3 separate regions of the Hordeum vulgare genome follow, and regions 2 and 3 are each linked to region 1. The links are chromatin contacts, called in public Hi-C maps. All regions are on one chromosome and are shown on one strand. Each heading gives the region's core, a stretch centred on a gene start, on an enhancer-like site or on the middle of the called end of the contact. The rest is flanking DNA. Distances are from core to core; before and after follow the strand shown.

The links. A called contact is a pair of places that touch in the nucleus more often than the background predicts.
Region 2: a Hi-C map of leaf shows a contact between it and region 1, with 2.3 times the contacts expected there. The contact joins the promoter of LOC123411346 here to the promoter of LOC123409624 in region 1. A contact is called at or near these places in 3 of 6 Hi-C or Micro-C datasets (leaf and seedling).
Region 3: a contact with region 1 is called in a Hi-C map of leaf, with 4 times the contacts expected there. The contact joins the promoter of LOC123410788 here to the promoter of LOC123409624 in region 1. A contact is called at or near these places in 2 of 6 Hi-C or Micro-C datasets (leaf and seedling).

The regions. Positions count from the first base shown.
Region 1 is chr7H:75,359,425-75,363,803 of MorexV3_pseudomolecules_assembly, reverse strand. It overlaps LOC123409624 (phosphoserine phosphatase, chloroplastic-like), which reads right to left and starts at 2,547. Exons shown (of 8, transcript XM_045102484.1): 1 at 2,442-2,547; 2 at 1,570-1,807; 3 at 1,347-1,479; 4 at 1,162-1,269; 5 at 471-564; 6 at 1-128. The coding sequence starts at 1,792.
Region 2 is chr7H:75,182,303-75,186,681 of MorexV3_pseudomolecules_assembly, reverse strand. It overlaps LOC123411346 (probable tyrosine-protein phosphatase DSP2), which reads right to left and starts at 2,159. Exons shown (of 5, transcript XM_045104276.1): 1 at 1,776-2,159; 2 at 1,576-1,669. The coding sequence starts at 2,050.
Region 3 is chr7H:75,228,693-75,233,071 of MorexV3_pseudomolecules_assembly, reverse strand. LOC123410788 (lysM domain-containing GPI-anchored protein LYP6) reads right to left here and starts at 1,910. Exons shown (of 5, transcript XM_045103727.1): 1 at 1,107-1,910. The coding sequence starts at 1,773.

The sequences.
Region 1 (4,379 bases), core at 1,298-3,797:
ACTGCCTTACCCCCACTTCGAGAAGTGGGTTCTGTGGTATCAAATCCAGCATACTCTCCGGATGTACCAAATAGCAGTCTGTTCGCTATGATGTTTTCAGTAGGAATGCCAAGCTCAAATGCCACAGGCTGGAAACGAGACAAATAGAAAACTAAGTGCCGCTTTATGCATGCATGTGAAGATTCAGTCGCAAAATTATATTTACAATTTTCTCAAGAGAAGAAAAAAGGAATTATAGTTTTTAGATCGGGAGAAGAAACATATCCTTTTTTAATGTTCCAAAAATAATATAGATGGGAATTTTAGCACTAATATCTGTATTCAAACTATAGATATGTTAAAAGTAAAGCTTGGCGTGACATCCAACTATAACAATTATCAAAGTTTGAAGTTTTTGAAGGACAGGCAAATTTGACCATGTTCTGATATTCCGAAAATACCAATAGAGCAGCCAATTAGTGAAGATATACCTCGATCATTTGTCGGAAACCTCCTGACACAAGGAACACTTCAGTATTATTAGCTAATAACGTTTTAATCAAATCAGCGATTCCAGGAGAAATCCTGCAGATACAAACATATTGCTTTTGATAAACATGTGGATGAACCAAGAAAATAAACAATGTGCGTATCTAACACGAAAATTACATCTGTTTTAGTGCTGAATAAATGACTAACGAATACCATCTTAGCATTATTCTGTAGTCAGAGATATTAGGAAAACTCTTCTTAAGACACACGGTGAATAAATCAGAGGGTTTATGTTGTGGTTGCAGGGCACGTAACGGCCTAACGGTGGAGACTCAAGTCGTATAAGCAGGTAGTATTTTGTATCTCATTTAGTGGTATTAAAAAGAACTTAGACTATATGGTGGTATTATCCTGAAATGTTGTTTTTCTTGTGGTACTAGTACCAGACCAATTTTGCATATAGTCTAGCTAATATTTTTCATATTGGCGTAAAAAGAGAAGCCGAGTGAAATCAGTTAGGCATTCCTAAGACCGTTCTGTTATGTTCAGTCGCACATATCTTATCATTCCTAATTAAGAATAACAAAGCTGTGGAATCTCAAAAGACCCATCTAGGAAGCAAATACGGCAGCTAAATACTAGTGATTAATTTCTTGAATCAACTTGAAGTTCGGACTTGGATAAGGTTACCTGGGTGGCCTCTTCTCCAAGCAGTCCTGGACTTGGGACAGAGATGGCTTGATTAACGAAATCCGGGCAGCAAGAGCCTCTTCAAATGGAACGGTCCCTGTCATTGCCCTGAGAACATTGGACCAAGGTTAGTTCTTCCAAAGATATTAGTAGTACTAACATACAACGGAAAATGTGACATTTACTTCGTCGTCCACTCAGCAACTGCCTGCCCAGCCCCACAGAAATCAGCAAGCTCATCTATACCCTCATCCAAGCATACAGTGCTATCCACATCAAAGCACACCGCGTTGGCACTGCGCCATGTCTCAAGAACCTCTGGACATAAGCAGAAAAATCGTTACATGAGCTAACCTCTATGCTTCCTGGATTAACCAATTAAAGGAATTCTCAGTAAGTAGTACTAACCTTTGGAAGGCTGGCGGTTGGCGAAACAAGAAGAAGAGGGGTGCTTGGTGACCTCCATTGCTGCTGCCACCACGGCACGAGCTTGAGAGAGCTTGGTACAAGGGAAGAGTGGGTTTGTAGTTCTCATCGCTAACTGTGATGTCTGTGGTGATCGAACTGAAGATAATGGAGAAACAGACAGAGTATGCCTTGCGCTGGTGCGTACACCGATCGGACTGGCCATACCATACACACCTGCCTGTAAATCAAAAGAAACACGATTTTACCAAAAACACGACCACCAAGATCAAGTTACTCCAGCCAGTTTCAAGAGAAGACAGATACATTTACTGGCACAAAGAAAAAGCCCGAGCCCCTGGGCCTGCTCGAACTCATTGACGCAAAGCATCAAACAGCTCGTGGGCATGCGTCACGGCGGTGCAAAAAGTGGCAAACACCGACGCGGGACTAAAATTAAGCTTCCTGCAGGCGCAGCACGGATAAAATCATACGCACAGCAGGCAACAGCATTACTTCGTAGACTATGATATCTTCTCTGCCGAGAACGGATTGCTGACTGTCTGCCACCGTGGCCGACGTCTCTCCCCCCTTCCCCCCCTCACGGTGAGCAGCGCGCGCGGCCGCTCGCCTCGCCCCGCTCACTGCGGGCCGCTACCGTGTCAGAGGGACGGCGCCGGCGCATCACCTCAGACGGCGGCAGTACAGGGCAGAGCATGAGTTTCACGGCGGCTCGCTCTGCCCTGCTCGTATTGGTGGATCCGCGCGCCACTAGCGAACGCCCATGGCGGACAGAGAATCTAGGGGAGGGCGGCATGGATGAAATCTAGCAAGGAACGGAAAAACAAAGATCGGATCGTGTTCCGGGAACTCACGCTTGCAGAGCGGAAGAATATTCTTCGTCCGGTCGAATGGCGCGCCAGGTGCGATACCAAGGATTTGCAGAAGCAAGGTTGGTGACGGGCGGAGTGGCCTTCCTCACCTACCACGTACCTGAACTATGTTACCAACTTACCATCCTCCGATGACAAGTGTGGGCCTACTGATTGGCTTTTGTTACCATCCAGGGAGAATATCATAAGAAAACCAACATTCAATGAATTCTTTTTTGAAAACCATATTTTAAAGTTTCAAAATATTCTGAAAAAATATGGAACGTTAATATGATGATGTTTTATTGTCACACAAAATTTCAAGTTGAAACACATCACGAGATGTGAGCTATGAAAAAGACAAATTTCAGCTCTGAATAGTGACATTACTATTTGGCACTATTTAAAGGTGATTTCCTCTTTTTCATAGCTCACAGCTTGTAATGCGTTTCGATCTAAAATTTTACGTGACGATAAAACATCATCCTCTTAACATTCAGTATTTGTTTTAGTTTTTTCTAAACTTCAAAACATATTTTTCTTCTGGTTTTCATCGGTTTCCACCAAATGTTGGTTTCCGTATGATATTCTCTCATCCAGGAATATCGGAAAATACAACTATTGCCCGTCCGATATCGGAAAATACCATAATACACCTGGTTGTGATGAACCTGATAAAACTTTTCAATTTTTTTACAATTCAGAAAAGTTAAAAATATTCAAAACTTTATTTGAACAAACTTCACTTACTAGCACACTCGTATAGAAACTTCGACAAAGTAAAACTCCGTACCCCTCCCCCCACCCCACCCACACCCATCGAAAGAAACTCCCTAAAAAATCTGAGTAGAAAAAACAAAGTTTGCAGGACAATATAAAGCGAATGTATAACTCTAATGTAGTGTTGATTTTGTCTTTTCCGGCAACAATACCACGAAAGCCATTTCTTCGGAAAAAAAGTTATACGCGCGTATAGCGCTTGAGCAAGTTTGTTATCAAAAAAGTTCATGTTTTTTCAAAAAATTTTGCAATTACTACTTTTTTTGTACTACCTTACCATTTGTTTCCCGCTATTCAATATCTCTATTTGCCGGTTAAAAATATCTCTTTCTATGATAGTTGTCGGTGTTAAAACCGACATATCTCGGGTAGGGGTTCCCGAGCTATGGATCTTGGATCAATGGTAACAGAAACAGGGGAGACGATGTTTACTCAGGTTCAGGACTTTTTGATGAAGGTAATACCCTATGTCCTGCTTTTATTTATATTGATGATGAAGTATCGAGTACAGAGTTGATCTGCCCCGTGATCATATGTTATGGTCAAAACCCTAAGGGCAATGATGTTGATGTGTCTCATCTTCTATTGACTAGCCTGGCCTCGGCTTATATAATGCACAACAGGCCTAGGGTAACAAGACTCCTAGTCCACTACATAGGAGAGAGGAGCCCTTGTCTTGATGATCAAGTCTTGTGGAATCTTCCTCGTATATGTCATCGGCTGCCCAAAGTGGCCCATTAGTTAACCGCCATGGGGGTCCTCGGCCCGACTCACTGGCCGGAAGACGACGTGGTGAGTACTCCTAGTCTAGGACACCGTTAGTAGCCCCCTGAACCGGTCTTCAAGTTGGGGACGCTCCTCGGTTCTTCCGAACTGTTCTTCATCTTTGGTCGCCGGTCTTGAAAACTGGTTCAACAAATCTTCCTATCACTCATCTTGAGGATCGCCGAGGTGTATCCGAAGAGTTCACACGTCGGGCATCCGAGGAGCCCCTTTAAGTTAGCGGCCTTTATTAATGTCTTGTAATTTTTATGCCACACCTCGGGTTTGAAGTGTTTCACATGCGGTGATGTCCTCTTGCATCCAAGCTCCAACGCAGGATTGCATCTGAGGTATCTTTTTGCAGCCGAGCTCCAATGCCGGATTTTCCCTCTATGGAGC
Region 2 (4,379 bases), core at 910-3,409, 180 kb after region 1:
GCATGAACACATGGAGAAGCAGCACCACATACGTTTAAGCTTGCATGCAGATATTTATATTCTACCAAGATCAGATGCAAAGCACTAGCGTGGTACATGGTCACATGAAAGCAGGGAACAGTTCAACATGCTAACAAAAACAATGAAGTTTCATCTAAAATATGTTTCCTAATGCTCAGATCTATCGTTGCTAGATCCCTGGCACAAACCATATGTGGTGATCTAATCAATCATCCAGCCGACGAATTGTATAGTGACTGAAACCTAGCATGATAAATCAGCAATCATTTGCCAGCAGGAAGAATCCAATGTACTGTCGTCCATGCTCAATTCCAGCTGCTAATCTTGGTGAACAGGGCAATTTACGGATCTCGAAAAACTGCGGCAGATCTAGGCCCCCAGTGTTATCCCCTCTCATCAAGAACAGAACAACACACAGGACAGCCCAATGTGTGGATGCACGTTGCCTCTATCATTGTGTACCATACTAACATGCCCCCAGTTATTTATTTTTCTTTCTTATTACTTGTGAAAAAAAATTGGATTTTCTTAGGCACCATCTGCATAGTGAAAGACCACAACTTGTGATTCTACCCTCTACAGTGCGTAAGCTTTTTATACATTTCGTCCAACTTGACTCAGACAGCTAAATCAGTCCAATGTAAACTTAACACACGAGCCATTGTGGATTAGGTTGCCAAACAGAGCACATGAAACTTGTGGTGCTTCATGCATCAACCATCAATTTTAATTCACAAAATTGGGCTTAGCCTGTTGGGACCATTAAAGCTGCTTAAAACAACCTAAAGAGCATATGGTGTGAATAGGAGTTACAGACAGGTCCCATGAGCTGCTCACACTGAAGCACAAACAAGAAGAATCATGTACCAAATAAATTGCGACGTTTTTGCAAGGAAAAAACCAAAAAACAACTAGTCCTTGAATTGCCTACTTTGCAGAAACAGTGAAACCACCACTGAAACAAGAAACAGAAAAGAAGAAACGAAAAGAAAAACTAAGGAAAAAATGAAAGGGGATAATGGAGATGCTTTGGGAACTATGCACACTCACTACCAGCCTTGTTATCACAGGAGCAAACCAATTAGCAGAAACCATTGGGAATATTAGGAAAATTATTGTTTAAAATGAGCAGCACAGCTGGGTCGATTAATCAAGCCAATGCTGAAAGGGACCACGGCCGATGTGGCGTAAAACTTGAAAAATCCCCAGATAGTACCAGTGGTAGGAGAAAGGAGATAGATGCGCCTATTAGGCAAGCCAGTTGACAGCAAATAAAATCCAGCCAGGGATGCATTGGATTCTCCCCCGAGCCACCTAGGCGAGCAGTACTAATTAATCTAGGATGCGTACGTAATAGCGACATGATCAACGACCTCGGTTCTTGGCGAGCAATTCTCGTATCTTCCGGAAAGTAATCATGGTTATCCTATTCTTATCTATAAGCTAGCTGCGATCCTACCTTCTCCAAGAATTGGCATCAAGAGAAACAACGTATAGAGAAGAGAATTTCATAAAGGGAAAGCAAAGCAAGCCGGATTGTTCGTCTTTGGTTACCTTGCGGCCCTCGATTCCGAACTGGTGGAGCTTGATCCCGTTCTTGTCGAGGAACTCCGTGTTGGTCTCCGGGTACGGCTCCGGGCAGAGGTACCTGCGCGAGCGAGGAGGCGGCGGACGTACGTCAGAAACAGAAACCGCAGGGCACGAGCAGCGCGAAAACAATTGCAGGCATGCGGACGGAGCGGGGAGATCCTCACACGATGGAGCGGAGGTTGAGGGACTTGAGGAAGCGGAAGTTGGCGGCGGCCGGGAAGCCGGAGCGGTAGATGCCGTCGTCGACCATGGCGAAGTTGAGCGGCGGGACGAGCGTGGACTCGTCGCCGCAGGCCCCCGCCGCCAGCAGCGGCGGGGGCATGGGGAAGATCTTGGGCGGCTTCTCGTGCTTCCACAGCTCCAGGCCGCTCATCTCCATGGCCTCCTCCCGCTGCCCCGCCTCCAGGGCCCTCTGCTTGGGCATGATTTCCAGCTTCATGATGGCTCCCGGGCGCACGGGGGCGGGGGCGGGGGCACAACCGTCAAATCCCAACGAGATGGGTGTGCTTTGTGTGCGTGATGGCTTGAGCGGTGTGGGTGTAATGGCCTAACTGGAAGCAAGAGGTTATTTATAGGACAAGATGATGATGAAGGAAGGAAGGGAGGGAAACTCCAAAAGGTTGCAAGATGGGGGAAAAGGTGGGTAATTGGAGGAAGGGAACTCCAAGAAAAAAAGCTTGATGATGAGGAAAGGTGAAATTTTGGGATAAGGAGGTGATTTAATGTGTGTTATGACATCTAGAGTGTCTAGCATAATTGGTTTCCATCATTGTTCATGTGTGATGTAGTTTAATCCCGTCAAACTGAATCCTGATGATTTAATCTTGAGAAGGAGTGCGGTGGTTCAACAGATTATCCCCAAGGTTTTACAAAAGTACATCAGGATTTTATTTTTTTGAAAAACTTTAGTCTATTCATTTTTATTTACGATAGTTCAACGAACGCATAAATAAGAAAAATTACTTTCATATCCGTAGGCCATCTATCGACGACTACAAGCGATGACAAAACTTGCTGCAACTGCTTCCTCGTCGAAGTCTGACAAAACTTGTTGCAATAGATAATTGGAAAGTCGTTGTGTTAAGGTCACATAGGACCAACACAAGAGAACAACAACCGCCGATGATGAGAAGGCATGTAAATCAGAAGGATTCAACCTGAAGGCACATGAATGTAGACGAACGAAGATCGAATCTGAGCAAATCTACCGAAGACAACCGTCGATTGAGTCCAGCAAATTGTTTGAGGATTAACACAACGTTGAAATCATCTTACCGAGGAGACACTATAAGTGTAAATTTGTTTTTCCTTCACAGCGTGGGCGCAACTCTCATCCTATCCATTTGATGCTCAATAGTAGGGACGGTGATATAGGCCGATCATTGATGTTAACGTATGTTATTGCCACTCCAGCTGCGTGTACTACAGGCTTGTCAAGATGTCAACACTTTTCAATGCACATCACTGTCCATCTATAGCAAAATGTAAGTAAGATCCACCTACATGTCGAGTCATACTAGAGATGCGATTAGAGACTGTATAAGAAGAAAGAAATGTACGACTTGTCAACATTATTACTCCCTTCGTCCAAGTGTATAGGGCATGCACGTAGTTCTAGATCGTTAATTTAACTACTTAAATATGTATTATATGTAATAAATAATATATCATTAGATTCATGCGGGGATGTAGTTTATAAATATGTAATTTGTATCGCATATAATATATATTTAGTTAGTTAAATTGATAACCTAGAACTACGTGCATGCCCTATACACTTGGACGAAGGTAGTACCATTCTTGCTTTGGTTCGTGCTTCACAATTTATGTTCCACTTTTTGCGATGAAGCCAACATAACATACAAAATTTACGATAAAACCGTGTGTCATGTACTCTTGCATCATTATACATTAGCTTGGACATTCTGCTTTCTTGACGGAAAAAAATTGCGGATATATTCGTTGAAAACTTGCCACATTTCTTTTTCAATTCAGAGCCACATCATGGAACAGTGACATAATAATTAGAGCTATCATGTGAAGATAGTGCGATGAAGTGTCGGTGAAATAGTGGACGATGGTGTGGAGTGGAAAAGACAAAAATGTTGGAAGACATGAGGTGTTGATGTAATCTCTCACTGTCTAATGTGTTGATGTAACCAATAGCAGGATGGAGAGGTATTTTGTTCTACTGCTATCAGTTGTTGGAATTTGTTACCCTAAATTTGCAGATCATTTATCAATCCTAAATTGCAATAGAAAAATAAATGTGAAAGTGGTTAGGATAATTTTCAACCAAAACCGTCTTCGAACCCGGTTTTAAAGGATATGTTAACAAGATTTTTGACAGCTAAATATCATAGGATATGATTCAAAAGGATAATGCTCATATACCATATCATATCATATTCCATAGGCAAGCTTTGGATAATCACATGTTTGATCTAAATATTTACTGTAGAAGAATTGTCAAGGGTTAACAATTGAAAGGATTGTCTACTACACATGGACCATCTTTCGCTCTACCCCTTTGTTGGTATCAGTTGCTAGATTGCACATCATTAACTAATCCTAAAATTGCAGTAGAAAAATGAGTGTGAAAGTGGTAAGAATAATTTTAAACCGTTTCCGAATCTGGTTTTATAGGGTAAGATACAAGATTTTGACATTCGAATAGTCCAATCCGATTCACGCGGATATATAACACCATATCCTATTTCATAGGCAAGCTTCGGATAATCGTCAGATGTTTGATCTAAATATCCAGA
Region 3 (4,379 bases), core at 661-3,160, 130 kb after region 1:
TAAAAGAACCCTTACATGAATAAAAGTAAAGATCCATCAATTAACATTTATAAGTATGTTTCATCTTATTCCTGTGTTTTTCCTATTAATACTTTTCTAATTCCTATTATCCAAAGGAACTGTGAAGCTAGCATACTGATTGATATGTGCACTCAACATGAGAGCTCATAACAATCATGATATCCACATCACCTATGTGGCCACATGTACCTCACCAAACACAGCAGAGTTAAATCTTCTACAACCTAGCAGGATGCAAGCATGCTTTATCTCAATCTTGGACCACCGATATGAAACAGATTAAAATGTATTTATGCATCCAACATTCATCAAATCCAAACATTGACGTTCATCAAATAGCCGCTGTTTGTTGGGCCTTGTAGAAATGTTGGAGCAATATGGCAATTCAGCACAAGCTTCTGACTCAGCCTAATGAAGGCATGCAACTTAAGATTGACCTGATTTAATCAGCTGTGGTCAACTGATGACTTGTTTATATGTAAAAAAGGCTGTCGGGTTATGGGTGAATATAGGCGAGGAAAATAACGCATACAGATCCATATAGATAAACACCAAAATGAGCATTTGATCTGATAATTCAAAGTAATTGCCACAAGCCAAAATTCCGAATCTGGATAACCATAGCACTGTTATCTAACCGCCAACTATGCAAATAACTGTAGTTTTAGTATTGGTTCCAAAATACTTTGATGTTTTTTTAGGATACTTTGGTGTTTAATTGTTCACCGTAGTTCCATTCCTCGCTCTATCCTTTTGGGTCTGGGCTGCAAACTGGTAAGTATCATAGTATGTTGTATGCAAACAATCATTAGCTTTCAATATAAAGCCAGGCCCCGTGCCTTTTGTCTAAAAAAGCTTAACATTTCTAACATGGCCTAAAGTATCACAAATCTGCCGCTTTACAGCCTTTCACAATGGTCTTTTTGTATCTGGTTTGCAATTTGCAAGTATAAAACGGAGAAGCAAAGAAGCATTCACGGCTATTGGGGAAACTTCATAAAACAATTGGTGGGAAAATGATGTGGAATGTGTTAAGGCAGCCGGTGGCAACGATAATTGATACTAGCATTGGGAGATTATTTTACCTGACAATGGAATTGCAAGGATGTCTCCGGGTGCCACGATGGGGCTCCCCATGGCATTCACATTGCTGAGATCCGTGACGGTGGTGGCGTGGCTGGCGGCGATGGATTCCACGGTGTCCCCGACCCGCACGACATAGGAGAGGTAGACGGCGGGGAGGTTGTTGTCGGTGGAGTTGAGGCAGACGCAGGGGAAGGGGACGACGAGAATCTGGCCGGCGTCGAGCAGCGCGTCGGGGTCCGCCTCGGCGAGCCCGTTGGCGTTGCGGATCTGGTCGGCGGAGGCGAGGCCCGCGAAGACGACGTCGGCGACGGTGGCGAGCGTGTCGGCGGGGCGTGCGGCGTAGCGGACGGAGACGGACTTGCGGACGCCGTCGGCGCAGGCGCAGCGGGTGGGGACGCGGAGGAGGAGCCCCGCGGGGAGGATCCGGTTGGCGGCGCCGGGGGAGGCGAAGTCGAGCGCGTTGGCGGCCAGGAGCGCCGCCGGGTCCGCGCCGAAGAGCGCCGCCACCTCGGAGACCTTCATGTCGGCGTAGAGCGAGTAGCCGAGCAGCGCCGCGCACGAGTCGGCGGTGGAGCACGGCTCGATCGTCGTCTTCGCCGCCGCGCTACCCACCACTGCGAGGATCACAAGCAGCGCCCCTGCGGCCGCGGCCGCCAGCCTCGACATTGGGGCCCGGCGAGGGGCTTAGGGTTGGGGCCTCGGGGAGGGGGGGGGGGGGGGGGGGAGGGGGGAGTGGGGTGGGGAGCTGAGCTCGAGCTGTGTCTCGGCTTTTGGTTCCACAGTGTGCAAACTGGGAATCGAAATTTTCGGGGAGGAGCCGAGACTGCCGACTAGACGAACGGTGTGGATGCCACGCAGGTGGACAGTAGTCAATGACATGTGGTGCCGCGTCTGCGGACCCCAGCCGTCGGTGGGAGGGACGTTTGTTATCTGGCGGAGAGACTTTCGTGCTTGGAATCTGTGTCTTGGGAGGGGAGGAGGGGACCGATATCTCGTGGCCAACTCTATTTATAATGTCGGGTAATTTGATTTTTCTCTGTGGGAAATTATAAGTACTTTGATGATTTGCCTTGTTTTCATTGCTTAGAGCATCTTCAACAGATGCGTGTTAAAGAAAATTGAACGTTGACGTGTTGTAACTTTAACGGATGTTACAAAATTTAGCGACATCACAGATCATGCTTCAGCAGGGGTGCTAAATATACAGCGCTTGTCCACCACAAACACGTTTCCCACTCAATCATATAACCAAAAAATCAAACATACATAAAATAAATCAACGATAAATAGTTCAATTATTATTTCAACTCAAACAAATAATTCATGAATAATACAACAAATAGTTCATGAATAAATACAACAAATTGTTTATTTTCAACCGAATAAATAGTCCGCTGGAATACCGTATGTCAACATACGTAAAGCGACAACCACTTTTTGGTAGGTGCTATGTCCGAGTTCTCCGATGACATCCCTCCTTTGCTGAAAAAACGATCATGCCTCGCTAGTTTCTTCACAGTGTGTTTGAATATCTCGATGCTCATCCTAAAACGACGCCGAAAGTATGATGTGGAATATGTGGGATTCTCCCCAAAGTAGTTTCTCATTAATTAGTTGAGGGCATCAATTATTTTCCTCCACAAATCCTGACAACCAAAAATTGAACCACCGTGCTTCAGCTTTTATTGACGTGGATAGGTAGGATCATTAAGATATCCTCCTTCTCTTATTGACGTGGATATGTAGGATCATTAAGATATCCTCCTCCTCTTGGAGATCAAATTCTTCATCGAAAAAATCATAGGACAAACCCATCTACAAACTTGATTCAAATATAATTTAAACTACGAATGATCCAAGCCCAATCAAACTAGATTAAGTTCATCTAGAAATATAAAATTAAGCAATACATACCTTGCAGGTATTTTGTCAAACACCTTGTGGCCGCCGAACTACATACGGCCGTCGGGCGTTATTCGTCGAAGGAACGGAGCGCTCGAGGGGTGGCGGCTAGGGGAGTAGTGTTGATGAACGTCGCATGGGAAACAAAAATTTTACTACGCGCACGAAGACCTATCATGGTGATGTCCATCTACGAGAGGGGGTGAGTGATCTACGTACCCTTGTAGACCGTACAGCAGAAGCGTTAGAGAACGCGGTTGATGTAGTGGAACGTCCTCACGTCCCTCGATCCGCCCCGCGAACAATCCCGCGATCAGTCCCACGATCTAGTACCAAACGGACGGCACCTCCGCGTTCAGCACACGTACAGCTCGACGATGATCTCGGCCTTCTTGATCCAGCAAGAGAGACGGAGAGGTAGAAGAGTTCTCCGGCAGCGTGACGGCGCTCCGGAGGTTGGTGATGACCTTGTCTCAGCAGGGCTCCGCCCGAGCTCCGCAGAAACGCGATCTAGAGGAAAAACCGTGGAGGTATGTGGTCGGGCTGCCGTGGAAAAGTCGTCTCAAATCAGCCCCAATACCTCCGTATATATAGGTGGGAGGGAGGGGACCTTGCCTTGGGGCTCAAGGAGCCCCAAGGGGGTCGACCGAGTCCAAGGGGGGAAGGCTCCCCCCCCAAACCGAGTTGGACTTGGTTTGGTGGGTGGGAGTCCTTCCCTTCCTTCCCACCTCCCTTTTTTTTCTCTTTGATTTTCCTTTGTATGGCGCATAGGGCCCTTTTGGGCTGTCCCACCAGCCCACTAAGGGCTGGTGCGCCACCCTCATGGCCTAAGGGCTTCCCCGGGGTGGGTTGCCCCCCCCCCCCGGTGAACTCCCGGAACCCATTCGTCATTCCCGGTACATTCCAGGTAACTCCGAAAAACTTCCGGTAATCAAATGAGATCATCCTATATATCAATCTTCGTTTCCGGACCATTTCGGAAACCCTCGTGACGTCCGTGATCTCATCCGGGACTCCGAACAACATTCGGTAACCAACCATATAACTCAAATACGCATAAAACAACGTCGAACCTTAAGTGTGCAGACCCTGCGGGTTCGAGAACTATGTAGACATGATCCGAGAGACTCCTCGGTCAATATCCAATAGCGGGACCTGGATGCCCATATTGGATCCTACATATTCTACGAAGATCTTATCGTTTGAACCTCAGTGCCAAGGATTCATATAATGCCGTATGTCATTCCCTTTGTCCTTCGGTATGTTACTTGCCCGAGATTCGATCGTCAGTATCCGCATACCTATTTCAATCTCGTTTACCGGCAAGTCTCTTTACTCGTTCCGTAATACAAGATCCCGCAACTTACACT